Regions from separate parts of the Pan troglodytes genome. Here region 2 is linked to region 1. The links are chromatin contacts, called in public HiChIP or PLAC-seq maps. All regions are on one chromosome and are shown on one strand. The core of a region is the stretch at or near the end of the contact, and the rest is flanking DNA. Distances in the headings are between cores, read along the strand shown. Region 1 holds the start of CACNG7 (calcium voltage-gated channel auxiliary subunit gamma 7). Region 2 holds the start of CACNG8 (calcium voltage-gated channel auxiliary subunit gamma 8).

Region 1 (4,859 bases), core at 597-3,096:
CAGCCTGGGTAACAGAGTGAGACTGCATCTCAAAAAAAAAAAAAAAAAAAAAAAATCATGAATGAGCTGGACACCACCACCACCACCACCAATCCAGCATCCTCATCAGAGCACCCCAGTCAAACAACGGACTCTCATCCTTCCAACTAGGATTCAGTGCCCTGAACTCTAAAATCTCAAGCAGGAGTCCCAAAACCCCCTCCCCTAACACACGATCTGAAACTTCCTACCAGAGGTTCTGGACCCCGGTTTCCCATGCTGGGACTTCCAATCACAGATCTTCTTCAACATCCAGCATGGAGTCCCGATTTCATAACATTAGACTCCAAACAGGAGATCCCCAGTTCATCTCTGTGGCCTCCCCAATTCCACTTAGGAACCTAGAAATTCCAGCGAGGGAGCTCCTCAACCCAGATCTCAAGGACTTGAAATTCCTTACCCGCGATTCTCCCCCGACCCCTGCAAGATTTTTCCCCAAGCCACGCAATCCCGTGATTTGGGGGTCTCAACTTGGGACCCTTAGCCTTTATCAACCAGAGACCTCTACATCCCTGAATACCTGGGATCTTTTTAACTATGAAGGTTGAGACCCCTCAACATTCTCCCCTACAAACTAATCAAGACATAAAACTCCACTTTCCTCAACCAGAATTCTCCTAGCCTTGCAACTCTGCTCCACCTGAATAAAGACTCTGGAGTCTGAGACTCCTCCCCGCTCCACCCCGCACTCCCAGCCTCCAGATCCCCCCTCCTTCCCCCCCCAACCTCTTGGAGGCCTCCGAGATCCGGAGTCAGGGAACGCTCTGGCCAGCTTTTCCTCCCATCCCCCGCCTGGCGGCTCAGGGGTTTGACCGCGAGCTGCCTGGTCCTCTCGCAGCCCTGTGGGCTCGGAAACGGGCACCATCACCCTGGCCACCCTGGCTGCCTCCATCCCAGGTAGCCGATCTCAGCTTCCCCCTTTCGTCCCTCTGACTCTCCGCTGGGACCTCGTCCCTTCTCCACATTCTCGCACCCCGTTTTAAAACCCAACCTTGCTCCAATTCCTCCTCACTCTCACTGGCCCGCCCAGATCTCCTTATTCCTCCAGCCTTTCCTCCTTTGGGACCCTCCCCCCAGGCCTGGAGCCTCCTCTTCTCCCTCTTTCTCCCACCCTTTCCCGGATTCAGGCATTTGAATTTCCGGGGTCCCATCTGCAAGTCTTAAGCCCAAACTCCATCTCTCTTCCATCTCTCGGGAGACCGTAACTCCCCCTTTCTGGGACCCCTTTCCAGACCCACACCCTGCTCTGGCCGGGCCTGGGTCCTCCGCCCTCGCCCCGTACCTCGCCTTCCTCAGGGACCCGGCCTCTGCCCTCCCCAGCCCACGCTCGCTGCGACTCGGACGTGAGGAGTGCAGTTTCCCACTCCGGGACCCTCGGACCCCGTCCTCCGGGATCGCCAGGCCCAGGTGTCCCTGCATCCCCCATAGCCGCTCGAATTCGGGCGTCCCGACCGCCAGGATCTCACCACCCCTGGAGCCACTCGGGTCCCTTGTTGCCCCAAACCCGGCTCGCAGCCACCTCGAGGGGCGCCCCTTCTTCCTCCCAGGACCCTCCGCTAGCGCTCACCTCGCTCAGGGCTGGGCGGACGCTCCGGGCCGCGGGCCCCGCAGCCGCATGACCGGCCCCGAGGCTTCCCCCGGCCGCCGCCGCCGCCACCGGGGTCGCCGGTGCCCGCGCCCCCCGCCCCCGCCCCGGAGCCCGGCGTCCCGGCCCCCTCCCGGCCTCCCACCCCCCACCCCCCGCGGCCGCGGCCTCACTCGGCGGACGGAGCCGGGAGCAGGAACCGGCGGCCGCTCATTGGCTACTGCGGAGGAGGGGAGGGGCGGGGAGGGAAGGGGGGAAGGATGCAGCGAGGGAGGGAGATGGGCCTTGAGGATGGGGGAGGCAGAGAGGGAGAGAGAATAGAAACAGAGGCAGAGAGCCCGAGAGGGGCAGAGGCACAAAGAGAGACAGGGCAGAGAGAGAAAGTCACGCCGAGACCTTGAGGCCGAGAAATCCAGGGACTCAGGTCTGGAGACTGAAGGAGACACAGAGACAGAGAGAGACAAAGAGGGAGAGAGACAGAGTTTAAGACCACCCCTCACCACCTAGGCGCAGAGATTCTGAGGCCTGGGAAGTGGAGAGGTCAGAGACCAGGAAGAGACAGAAAGAGACAGGGGGACGCCCAGAGGCCTGGGGCTGAGAGATGCTGAGACCCAGAGACCTTGAGCTTGGAGAAGAGACAGAGACAGAGACAGAGAGACAGAGAGACAGAGAGAGACAGAGAGAGACTCTGAGAAGGAGAGACAGCAGGGACAATCCTGGGGGTCCCCTGACGAGGACTGGGGCTCTAGCCAGGCCTGGGGCGGAGCCTGGGGTCTGGACGGCTGCAGGAAGCGGGAGGGGGCGTCCCGGGCCGGGGTCCCTACAGCAGCGGGCGGGCGCAGAGCGGAGTCGGGTCCTGCAGCCGCCGCGGAGCCAGGAGCCGGGCCAGCGCCCCCGCCCCCCCCCCCCCCCGCCGTGATGTCAGCGGGGCCACTCTTAAAGGGGCAGGCCGCCCGCCGAGGGTCGGAGCGGGGGCTGGGGCCTGCGGGCACTGGATGGGGGTGTCGCGGCGGTGATGAGGGAGAGAGGGGCAGCCCCAGCATCCACCTGGACCGGGTCATGGAAACCCAGGAGACTGCAGGGAAGAAGACGTGCCCGGGTCCGCAAGGAAGACTGCGAAGCTTTGGGGCTCAGTCCCCTCCAAACACACAGACAAGGCACACCGCTCCGCTGGTCTGGCCCTGACCGGAGACTACATTTCCCATCAGCCCTGGTGGCAAGGAGCCGCACTTGGGGGAAGGGTCTGCCGCGAGGCCTGCGGGGAAATGTAGTCCATCTGCACGGTCCCCGGCACTCCCCAGACTCTCAAGTGGGTCAAGGGAAAGAGGCCCAGAAGGCGCGTCTGCCTGCCGTGTGCCTCCGTCGCCGATTCCTAGGCTCTCGGGTTCTGGCTGTTTTTGGTTGCTCTGGCGTGGGGGTCTCTTCCTCTGATCAGGTCTCTAGGTCTCTCAAGAAGAGGCCAGACTGTGATCTCCCCGCTTGGGAAGGACTTCTCCCCAGTGTCTGAGCCTGGGTGTGCATGTGAGCTTGCGTGGCTGCTCTGGTGAACACGGACGCGCTGGGTCTCTGCGCGGGGGTCGCCACCTGGCACTCTCAGTGATCTCCGTGCCCCTCTCTCGCTGTGCACTGTCCACGTTGGTGCCCTCTGTGATATTTTCTCTCCCTGTCTCTGTCTGTCTGGGTCTCCTGCCTCTGTCTGCGCGCGCTTCTCTGCTTGCTCCCCTGCAGTGGGTGTCTCCCCTCTCACTTTGTGGGTCTCCATGCTTTCCTTCTCTGTTTGTATCTATGTACAGTCACTGTCCCGCCTCCACACCCCCTTCATTCTCCAAGCTTACAAGAAAATATCCAAACACTTCAGCATCAGCATCCCAAATTTATTCTCCAGCAGCTGTGGCCGGGTGGGAGAGGCTAAGGGAAGAGGAGGGGAGGAGGAGAGTCCCAGAGAGTGGCAGGCACTGGGGAGGGTTGGGGTGGGTCCGAGCCAGACAGGAGCCATGCACGGCAGGCGGGCTGCGGGGAGAAGTGATGGCTTCGGGATGGGTAAGTCTAGAACAAAAGCTGATTGGGAGCCTCTGGGGAAAGAATCCTCCATATATCCCAGAAATCCCCAGAGCACAGCAGCGGGACGTACTGGAGGAGGGGGGCACGCCTCCCACTCATCTAGAACTAGAGTGGAGGCGGGGGGCCTCGGAGGCCGAGGGCTGTTCTGGAACCTGAGTCTGGAACAGCCAACCCCGTGAGGCTATTTCCCCAGGGGTCTGGGGGGAGGCATAGAACTACCAAGATGGAGTCTCGAACCCCATGGAGTTGGGGATGGTTAGTGGTGTGGTCTCTGGACCCGATTGGGGCAGAGTCCAGAACGCTAAGTTCAGGGAGAATATCGGGCTCCGCTCAAGTCTTGAACGCGGGACGGCTGTAGAGGCTGTATGGAGTTCAGAAGGCCAGGAACGCTTGGGAGGGGCGTCTAGAACCCGCGGGGGCAGAGCTGGAATGCTGGGGTGCAGGATCTAGAATGGGACAGGGGGTGGTGAAGTTGGGGGTGAAGTGGGGGCTGCCGCCGGCACGGCGGAGGGGACGTTGGGGACACCTAGTGGCGGCGGGTGAGATTACATGACGGGCACAGGCACTGGGCTGGTGGGGCTGCGGGCATCCGGGTGCACGAAGTCGGGGTTCACGTAGGTGAAGCCCTGGAAATCGGCCTGGTCGATGCTGGCCAGGACTAGGCGGTCTGGAGGGGTCAGCGCTGGCGCCGCCCGCGTGAAGAACTTGTCAAAGTTCTCGCCGCTGCGGCCACACTGTGGGAGACGTGGGGGAGGGAAAGTTAAGCAGCTCCGAGGGCTCCTCGGGTGTACCCCAGTCTCATCTCCTGTCTCCTGCAGAATCTCTATTCATGCTTCATGGTGTCTGCACCTCCTTTTGTTGGGGGCGGGGGGCTCTGCAGAGGGAACCCCACCCCCACATACAGGTATATTGAGGCCCAGGGGAACCCCACCCCTTCAGGGACCAAGTTTTTGTTGCCTGGAGGGTGACTGACCGGGCGGGGTCTGAAAGGAGGCGGGATCTCCAATCGTTCCAGCCGCTCCCAGTCAATCCAGCGGAAAAAGCCATGTGCACGGATGGTAGGTTCCCCATCAGGCCCTGAGCCCAGGCGCTTCCCTGGGTGCTTGGTCAGGAACTGTGGAAAACACAGAGAGAGACAGACAGACAAACAGACAGAGTGCCGGACAGGTAGACC
Region 2 (4,859 bases), core at 1,549-4,048, 45 kb before region 1:
TTCTACTCGCAAGAGTGGCTTCCTCCAGACCCCAAATGTCTCTCCACTCAGGACCATTCCAATCTCTGCCCTGTACTCCCATAGCAGGGGGCACACTGTACCACCCACCCCACCCCCCCTGCACTCACAGCAGCTCCCACTGCCTCCAAATCCCCTCCTCGTAGCCCTTCATCATCACACGGGATCTTCAGCACACTGTTTCCCCCAACTTGAGATCCCCCTAACTCACTTTGAACCCCACTCTCTCTTCAATGTACCAGGAAGCATCCTCCCCAACTTCTCTCTCATCATATAGAATTCCCTTGACTCACTTCCTCTTGCTCCACCGCTATAGCTCCCAGCTTCTCCTCTGCCCCGGAAAATCCCCTCCGCAGGCCCCCACAGGCTTCCCTTCTTGGGAACGCCCCCCAGTACTCCCCTCTACGACTTCACCTGTACAGGAACACACACTGTAGCCCCTCATCTTCTTCCACACGCAGAAAGAGCCCCCCAGTAGACTGTGTCCCTCTGAAAAATGTGATCCGCAAGACTACAACTCTCTTTTCAATTTGGAATACTTTCCCAGCCTGCACCCGCTGCCCCGTGGCTCCTTCATTTCTCTCTTCCACATTCTCCCCCGACCAACATGCCCCCAGCCCTGCCTGTCTCCCCCACCCCAACTGTCCTCTGGGGGATGTACTCCTTACTTGCTTCCACACTGCTTCTTCAACTTCTTTCCCCAAACCCACTATAGTTAAGAGCCTGGAAACCTTAGACGAAGGGGGGATTAAAAAAAAAAACAAAACAAAAACCAGAACCTAGGTCCCAGTACAGGGTGACCTTGGCCTCCTGATTGCTTCCCCGTCTCCACTGGCCCCCATCAGCTGGCCTCAGACTGGGGCTGCTCCGAGGAGGGGCTGTGGAAAAAGGTTGTCTATGGGGGGTGTCTCCATGGCAACTGGGCCTAGTGCCCCACACGTTGTGTTCCCTCCCCCACCTCAACTCCCTTCTGCCCACACACAGCCCTTCCTCAGGCCACAGTTCAGCAGCCCGCTGGACAGGGCAACCCCCGGCCTCGCGGCCTGGGCGCCGGCCCCTTCCTCTCTTTTCTGTCCGCATGCTGAGTTTCCTCTCTTCTTGATCTCTTGGCCTCTTCTCCCCGAATTGGTGCCCCTCACCACCAGCAGGGACACCTACCCTGTCTTAACAGATATCTGCTCTCAGTGGGGTAAGCCTGTGACCCCAGGCCCCTAACAACCTGGGATAAGAGGGGAAGGGAAGAGGACGGAAAGGAGGGAAATTCTCCTTCCGTCCAAAAAAAAAAAAAAAAGATTCGAAGATCTTTTCATTTTGTCAATTTGGGGCACAATCTGGTTTCAGGGACTCTTAGTCCATCGTTCAGCAGCTGCCAGGGAGAAGAGAGCTGGGGACCCCCAATTCTAAAGCTTCCGGATATGAGGGGGTCACTCTCCTTTCTCCTTAGGAAGGGGACCAGCTCTTTTCTCCAGAATTCGGGGGGGGGGGGGATCACAGAACATTAATTCTACCTCCACCCACCTCCGATTAATAAAAAGATCTGTCTCACCTCTGTTAATGATAGGTCAACTCTCCGATGCACGGAGGAGGGGACGTCGAGCCCCCCCTGTTGGCACCCCCCCCAGAAAAACCTTTTGGCTCCCAATTCTCGCTGCTTCCCCCTCCCCCAGCAGTGAGGGACCCAGGCGTCCGACCTGGTTCGGGGAGTGGAGATGAGGAGGCGTATGGGGAATGGGGGTGCTGAGGCCAGGCTGGGGCTGGGGGGCAGCTCTGAGCCTGGGCCCCAAGGGAGTGAGGGTCGGGATATATATATTTAAAAAAAAAGGTGAGGAGACAATTTGGTTCTCGTGTCGCTGGGTAAAGTGCGGAGCTGGAGGACGAGAGGGAGGGAGTAGGGAGGGAGGGGGAGGGGAGCTGCTGAGGGATGGGGAGCCTCGGAGAGGAGATGGATGGGGGAAGGGAAAGAGGGGGGCAGGGTCGAGTGGCAGAAGGAAGCCGGAGAAGAAGAGAGAGATCCAGAGAGGGAGGGAGAGAGACAGAGAGAGACGAGGAGAAACGGAAAGAGAGAGACCCAGAGACCGCGAAACAGAAATGGGGGAGGGAGAAATTTGGGGGAGGCAGCGGCTGGAAGCAGAAGGAAGTTGGAGAGATACACACAGAGAAATATCCAGAGAGAGAAGGGGACAGGGACAGAGACTCAAAGAGAGAAACGCAGGGGCTGGGGGGGAGGGGGTGGGGGAGGGCTGGGGTAAGTGTGTGGGGGGGTCAGGATCTGGGAAACAGAAGGAAAGAAGAGAGAGGGAGAGAGTCATCCAGAGAGGAGGGAGGAGGGACAGATGGGGAGAGACAGACAGAAAGAGAGAGACTGAGAGGATGGGGGAGAGAGGGGGGAGAGGGAATGAAATGGAGAGCGGGTAGGGAGAGAAATTGGGGATGGGGGCAAGGTCTTGCTAGAGAGAAGGAAGCTTTAAAGAGAGAAGAAGATGCGGAGAGGGAGCGGGGGAGCAAGATAGTAAATGAAAGAAATGGAGGGTAGAAGGGCCTGGATGGCAGAAGGTACCTGGGGAAAGAAAGGCAAGTGCAGGAAAAGAGGGAGACCCAGAGAGAGACAGACGGAGAGGGACTGAGACAGGAAGAGAGAGAGATCCAGAGAAACAGAGGCAGACACAGAGACTGGGGATGCACCCGAAGGAAGCCCAGAAAAAATAACGGGAGAGGGGTGAGGCTGAGAAGCCCTGAGGAGGTCAGAGATGAAGGATACCCCTGCCCCCGCCCCCTCCCGCGTCCCCAGCCCCGGATCCCTGCCCCCTCCCCCATTCCAATGCCACCACCCCCACCCCCACTAGCCTCCATCTCTCTTCAGCATCGCTTGCCGCCGCCACCGCCTCTTCCTGTCGTCATAGCAACAGGATCCAGGCGCCCAGCCAAGGCTGGCAGCGGCGGCCGGAAATGAGGGGAGGGCCTTTTCAAAAGGACCCCAGGAATGCTCCCCTTTCCCAAAATCCAAGGGAAAGCGCAACTTCCCGGGGTCTTCCCACCGCTCCTCCTCCAAGTGGCGAGGGCAAAGATTCCCGCCCCCCCACCCCAAATAAAACAATATTGAACTTACCACGTTAACAAGCCTTTTGACTTTCACCAACAATTTTTTTTCTCTTCTCATCAGCCTCCCCTCCCCTAGTTCAAACCTGATGGGGAAGAAGGGGTAGAGTTAGATGCCCCCGAGATGGGGCTGGGGCTGGGAAGGAGAGTAGAATGCCAAAAGCTTGGGTGCAAATATGTCTTAGAGAAACTTGTCTGGGACTGGGTAGGGGTCTATGCAACAGTTTTGAGAAGCATGGATCTGTCCGTTCTGGAACTAGCTAGTAGGTTGGGGAAGTGGAACAATTGGAGGTGGAAAGTCTGAGATCAGAGTCTGAAAGTTCGGTCTTGGGTCCAAATTTCACGGATGCTCCCAAGGCTTCGTGTGACCTTGGACAAAACACTTCTTCTCCTCTATACTCAGTTGCTCTTGGTTATAAAGGGCACAGAAGCTGCCTCCAATCAAGTGAGAACGCGGATGGGAAGTGGGCTTGCACGTGGCTCTAGGCAAGCCGTTTACTCAAGACCCGATCCTCGTAAAAATGTTATCAGAAACTAAGAACTAGTAGCCATGGCTGATTGAAGGCTGTTGGCATGCTTCGCTGTCTTACAGAAGTCCTACAGAATCTTTGCAGTGTGGGCACCAATGTTCCTATATTATCCATGAGTAACCTGAGGCTCTGAGACAATAGGGGTTATGGGGGTGGAGGGCGGCCAACAATAGGTGAAATTCATAGTCATTTAACCCAACACACCTTTACTGCTCCCTCCTGGGGGCTGGCAGAAACAGGAATAACCTGTGTTCCCTAAATCTATTTACCTAGTGTTTGCTCCTGCTGGTTCCTTCCTTTGGAGGGGCGATATCTTTCAGTCCCCAGCATCTCACATTTCTACTGAAATTTCTTTAGGTCGTTTCACTTAATTCTCTCCCCGCCCCATGGGAGAAAGTTTAGACATGCATTCCAACACTCCTGGTTTAGAAGCTAAGAAACACAGCCCCCAAGGGAAGGGGTCTGGAATTCATTTGTTTGAGGAAAGTTGATTATTTTCTGCTCTTTTGCTGGGGGGTGCGGGGGGAGATACATCAGCAAACAATGATGATAACCAATATAAACTGGACATTTAGGCTGGGTGCAGTGTCTCATGCCTGTAATCCTAGCAATTTGGGAGGCCGAAGCGGGCGGATCACCTGAAGTCAGGAGTTTGAGACCAGCCTGACCAACATGGTGAAACCCCATCTCTACTAAAAATACAAAATTAGCCGGGCATGGTGGTGCATGCTTGTAATCCCAGCTACTTGGGAGGCTGAGGCAGGAGAGTCGCTGGGACCAGGGAGATGGAGGCTGCAGTGAGCTGAGATCGAACCATTGCACTCCAGCCTGGACAACAAGAGTGAAACTCCGTCTCGAAAACAATAAAAATAAAAACAAACTGGGCATTTAATATTACAGACTCCAAGGAGCCTGAGGGTATTTGTTCCATCTTCAAAAGAAGTGGGTTCTGTTAGCAGCCCCCACTTTAAAGATGTGAAAACTGAGGTTGAGAGGTCAGTTGTATTGGAGGAAATTCATCAGGACATCAAATTCCAGAGCCTATGCTGATATAACTGCACTGGTGAGAACGACTATGAAGATAATTTTTTAAAGCCAGGGTTTCCCAACCTCAACGTTCTCAACATTTGGGCTGGATAATTTTGTGTGGTGGAGGCTGTCCTGTGCATTGTAGAATGCTGAGCAGTACTCCTCGCCTCTATCCACTAGATGCCA

Evidence for each region. HiChIP or PLAC-seq counts read pairs in DNA pulled down with a chosen protein or histone mark.
Region 2: an H3K4me3 HiChIP or PLAC-seq map of stem cell-derived excitatory neurons shows a contact between it and region 1, with 3 times the contacts expected there. The contact joins the promoter of CACNG8 here to the promoter of CACNG7 in region 1. A contact is called at or near these places in 1 of 7 Hi-C or Micro-C datasets (stem cell-derived neural progenitor cells) and 1 of 1 datasets of contacts at active chromatin or transcription factors (stem cell-derived excitatory neurons).

The regions. Positions count from the first base shown.
Region 1 is chr20:56,733,938-56,738,796 of NHGRI_mPanTro3-v2.0_pri, reverse strand. It overlaps CACNG7 (calcium voltage-gated channel auxiliary subunit gamma 7), which reads right to left and starts at 1,846. Exons shown (of 6, transcript XM_001174727.8): 1 at 1,607-1,846. It overlaps PRKCG (protein kinase C gamma), which reads right to left. Exons shown (of 20, transcript XM_063802261.1): 18 at 4,659-4,799; 19 at 4,235-4,419; 20 at 3,478-4,131. The coding sequence ends at 4,089.
Region 2 is chr20:56,779,760-56,784,618 of NHGRI_mPanTro3-v2.0_pri, reverse strand. CACNG8 (calcium voltage-gated channel auxiliary subunit gamma 8) reads right to left here and starts at 2,798. Exons shown (of 4, transcript XM_063802266.1): 1 at 1,565-2,798.